Linked DNA regions of Larimichthys crocea: region 2 is linked to region 1. A link is a contact called in public Hi-C data. All regions are on one chromosome and are shown on one strand. The core of a region is the stretch at or near the end of the contact, and the rest is flanking DNA. Distances in the headings are between cores, read along the strand shown. Region 1 holds the start of hypk (huntingtin interacting protein K). Region 2 holds the start of znf408 (zinc finger protein 408).

Region 1 (2,627 bases), core at 34-2,533:
CGTCTGAGTATTAAAGGTCCAGTGTGCAGAATTTAGCTGCATCTAGTGGTCTAATTGCTGCATTGCAGTCTCCTCACATCACCCTCACCATCTCAGTGTAAAGGAAAAACAACACTTCTAGAGTCACTTTTTAGTTTAGTCTGTAGAAACATGGTGTTTCAATAAAAGAGGACCCGCTCCCACTGTAAATATAAAAGGATCATTTTTAAGTAACAAAAGTAAAAAGATTCTTATTTTCAGGTGATCATACACACGGGGCGGCTGTGGCTCCTCCACTTTCAAAGCTTGTAACTATTCCATCTTAGTGTTTGATTTCCATAGGTATATATCTCCTTTGTTCCAGATCATGTCTGCTCCTGCTACTTCTCGTCGTAAACGCCTAAACCACCCTGACTCCTTTTGCTGTATTTGTGCTAGTTTCACCATTCCAAGTCAGAGGAAAGCAAACATCAGTGCATTTATCAAACATGCATATTTTGCATATTTTAAAGTAAAACTCGGTGATCAAGACAACAAGCCATGGGCTCCTCACAAAGTGTGGAAGCAGTGTGTGGAGAGTTTACAGATGTGGACCAAAGGAACACGTGAAAAGTTGCGTTTGGTATCCCCAAAAAGATCACTGCACAGACTGTTACTTTTGTTCAGTGGAAACAAGCACATATCTGTTACAGTATAAGATAATATGACAGATCTGATTCATTCTTTCACTAAAATCACTTTTGGAAATAGAACTGAGGTTAATTAATAATTAAATGATGTGCCTGATTTTTTAATTAGACCTAAAAGAAAGCAGAATATTGATAAGTATAACTTCTTTTGCTTAAAAATGCATGCTTTTATTTTGAAAGAATGAACTTTGAAGCTGTTCCTTGATGAAATATTTGAATTTTTACCACTAGAAACATTCAAATGCATGTTAACATATCTGTTAAGTACAGGACTTTTCATATTTTTTAAGAAAACAGGGATCCTATAGTTCAAAAACTTGACGTGATCGAGAAAAACTGAGATCAGTTTTGGATTCAGCACCTGAAACATTAGTTAAAAACAGGTGTCAGACCTAACTCAACAAAAATAGTTTTCCCCAGTGTAATATATTTATGTATAAGACAGAGTGTACTGTGAAATGTTATTGTGATGGAGAAAGGGGGGGCAGGTGCAAATACCCTGGATGTGAAAGTACAGTGCATGCAACAGAGCCCAAAGAAAATAAAAATAAAAATTCTTCAGATTATTTTTATTTATTTATTTAGAGGGTTAAACTGTGATTTCCCTTTCCGGTGCTACCCCGTTTCTCCCTCCGACGTTTGGCCGGAACCTTCCTTTTCGTTCCGGCCCTTGTACTCGAGCAAACATGGCTGCGGAGGGAGACGTCGATCTGGACCTGGAAGCCGAAGAAAACTGCACCGGGAAACCGGCGGAGAAGCCCCGCAAGCATGACAGCGGAGCCGCTGACCTGGAGAGAGTCACGGACTACGCGGAGGAGAAAGAAATCTCCAGCTCGGACTTAGAAACGGTGAAAGCTGCGGAGCTAACGACGTTAGCCGAGGGGAACATGCGGCAACGCACTTTAAAATCTAGTGCGCGACTACATCGGTTTGTACGGTAAAGCGTATGAGCGGCTTCATGGTGCCTTCAAGCGCACCTCGGAAACTCAGAAATCACATAATCTCTTTTCTAAGCTACATATGCAGATTTAGAAAAGTCATCAAATAAACAAATCAAATGTCCCCAGCTACCTCTGTGGTGAATATCAAGTTGTTTTACTGTACTATTTGTTTTAATAGTGATGCATACATTATATTATACTGTATTAGAAAATAGTACAGTAAAATAACTTGAAATTCACCCCAGAAGTAGCTGGGGACATGTAGAAAAAGAATCAGGTGGAGTTGATTTGTTTATTTAATGATTTTTGTAAATCTGCATGTATCTTTCGAAAAGAGATTATTATTATTATTTGATTTCTGGGTTTCCGATGTGCACTTGAAGGCACCATGAAGCCGCTCACACGCTTTACCGTACAAACCGATGTAGTCGCGCACTAGATTTTGTGTAGAGTAGATAGCGTTACCGCAGTCGGGCTGACACGGTCTGACGTTAAACCGTGTGAAGCGTCAAAGTTGAACCGTGTTCCGTTTTTAACTCTACTTATAGATTCATGAGCCGTTTCCATGACTACGTGTTAAAAGGCGGGAATTATCTACCAACGGTTATCTCAGTGGCTAACTGTTAGCTGACAGGCTCTAAGTGATTTAACATGCAGATATATCAACATACACTCAGATAAACTCATTAAAGTGTTCGATATAGATTAAACACAACAGGAAAGGAAACGTCCAAACAGTGTTACAGTACACTTTTTCTTAGTTAATAGGAAACAGTGGTACTAATTAAGGCTCCGTTCCATTTAGGTCAAACAGAGTAAGGCATAGACATATAAACATAGACATATACACATAGACATATAAACATAGACATATAAACATAGACATATACACATAGACATATACACATAGACATAGATACTAGACGCCAGCATGAGCGCTGAATCGTAACGTCAACGGGTCCGCCTATTGGATGTGGCAAGTCTGCCCGTAAACTAATACAAGGAAATGGACTGAACT
Region 2 (2,627 bases), core at 81-2,580, 360 kb before region 1:
TGTTTATTGTGTAGGTTATAGATATTTCTGTCTGTTTATTGTGTAGGTTATAGATATTTCTGTCTGTTTATTGTGTAGGTTATAGATATTTCTGTCTGTTTATTGTAGGTTATAGATATTTCTGTCTGTTTATTATGGTTTTTTTTTGCCTTTTCTACTTTTTTCTAATTCTGTAGTGTATGCTACACTTTCCTCTGCTGCTGTAACAAGTACATTTCCCCGTGGTGGGATGAATAAAGTATATCTAATCTAATCTAATTTAATTAAGACATCTCTCTTTAGCCTGGCTTTTACCTGAGGTGCCATTCACTGCTGAGTTTTTATGTCCTGATCACTCCCTGTTATTCACTGTACAGGTCTTAAATTATGCTTTTTACCCTATAGGTCTTAATTTTCTTTTTATCTGTTTCGTTGTTGTAGTTTTATGCTTTTTACTTTTTCTTCTAATCTCTAGTTTTTCTGTTACCTTAAGAACTGTTAGTTTTTGTCTCTCACATTTTAAGTCTGCACCTGTTTAAAAATTAAGATTTCCATCTGATTGAGTTACATTGTCCTATTTTAACCTGTTTTTAATGTTGTATCCTTGTAATTTGATACTTTTATGGTTCTTTCTGTTTGTCTCTGTCACTCTCATTTATTGTAAGGTGACAGAAAGGTGCCTATGAAATAAAATGTATATAATATATATGTAATATTTCTGTTCTATAGAAATAAATAAAGTTGAATTATTCACATTAAATGACTTTTTACTTTATTTCAGGTTTATTTCAGCTGTTACAATAATCTATTGCTATATTAGAGTCACGTAACATTAACTTGTAGTTAATAAATCAGACTCTTTTTATATTAATTATGTTAATTATGTTAATTATGTTAATTATATTCATTAATCTTCCTTTTAAGTCTCCTGTGGTCTCGGGCTAACGCAGGGAAAACGCATTTCTGGCCAACATCCGTCAACATCGACGAGTTAAGTTTGAATTAAGTCAATTAAGCTGTGACGCTGTTGTCTGCTGTTAATTAATCACGAAGTGACGCTAATTGTTTAATTAAAGCAGATTTTTAATCATTTATCGAAGCTAACGGTCACACGTTAACTTATACGGAGCGTTAGCATTCCGGCTAGCTCAGAACAAACACGACCTGTGACGTTAAATGAACCATTAATCACTTTGAATAGACTTAATGAGTGTGTACGTACTTGGTGTGAGTCGCTGTCTTTGATCGATTATTGATTATTTTAATTATTCCGATTAAACTCCGGGAAAGTATCGCTATCCAACCGACGGAAGGAGTCCCTGCTAAATTATGGTCCGACCGACTGGGAGAAACAGCTGGTGAGTGTCTTTGGTTCCGCAAACATTCACACAGCTCAGCACCTTGATTGATTGATTGATTGATTGATTAGGGAGGGAGGGATGAGTGGATGGAGTGAGGGATAGGGTATGTATAGCTTGTGAGGTAGTTATGTATGTATTTAGTTATGTAGTTATTTATTCATAGTTAGGTATAGTTTATTGTTAGTTATATGGTTTATTTATTTATTTATTTATTCATATTTTATTTATATTTTATTTATATTTTATTTTATTTCTATTATATTTTATTTATTTATTTATTTACATCTGAATTTTAATGTATGAATATTCCTAACAATTAAAAGTGCATAGCTCCTTGACATGGTTTCATTGTATCACTGGAATAGAATAGAGAGATCGAGCACACATAGTCTGGGGTGAGATTTATGAATGATTTGATGCATCACACAGGCGTTATGATATAGATTTAAATCAGTCAGCCGGAGAAGACCAAAGCAATGAAATAGAGGTCTTGTGGGGGCATTGTACTCTGACCACGACACAGGCTGCCGTGCAAATGGTCTTTTGGTCCAGCTGGACATTTCTCAAACTATATTTCAGAATAATGGGCCGTCAGAACAATGGCGTGGGACCTTTCTGGCTGTAGCTTGAGAGTGGAATCAATCTTTTTATCTGACTGTCAGCGAGACAAAAAAAATCCAGCATCCTTTCTCTACATCTGAAAATATAATATACTGCTGTACTTTTCTGAAGTTATTAGTATTTTTCGGATGTTTTTTAAGGTCCATGTTGAGGTTCAAACAGCGAAATATCAACTCTGACATAAAGTTAGTGTTTCTTATCTTATGTAATCTGAAACGGTCACAGTTTGCTCACAGCATGAAGCACTTTCTGTGTTTTCTACTAATTAACAAGAGCAAAATAAGCAGAGAGAGAGAGAGAGAGAGAGAGACGATTTATCCGGAGGCCCGGGGCAGAGAGGTGAACAGGGTGGGGTACAGAGGATCCTTAATGGACCCTATTCAGTCACAAGGGAACGCTGACGCCATCTACAACCCACCCTGCTCGGCAAATACAAATTTACCGTAATTTTATTATCCCTATGAGTCAGTGCTGTATCCTATTTACCTCAGAAACACTGAGCTCACTGAGAGGCAGACGGAAGGTGAAAGACGTGTTTGTTGTCTGTACCTGGAATGTCTAGGCGGTGACCCTCCTGGAATGATGGAGGACTGACTGATCTGCAGTCTAATTATATAAGTTTCACATCTTTACGTAGCATGAACAGACATGAGAGCTGTGCAGTCA

The links. A called contact is a pair of places that touch in the nucleus more often than the background predicts.
Region 2: a Hi-C map of muscle shows a contact between it and region 1, with 9 times the contacts expected there. The contact joins the promoter of znf408 here to the promoter of hypk in region 1. A contact is called at or near these places in 3 of 7 Hi-C or Micro-C datasets (all in muscle).

The regions. Positions count from the first base shown.
Region 1 is chrVIII:6,652,991-6,655,617 of L_crocea_2.0, reverse strand. hypk (huntingtin interacting protein K) reads left to right here and starts at 1,283. Exons shown (of 4, transcript XM_019257120.2): 1 at 1,283-1,516. The coding sequence starts at 1,355.
Region 2 is chrVIII:7,011,019-7,013,645 of L_crocea_2.0, reverse strand. znf408 (zinc finger protein 408) reads right to left here and starts at 1,330. Exons shown (of 9, transcript XM_027281131.1): 1 at 1,202-1,330.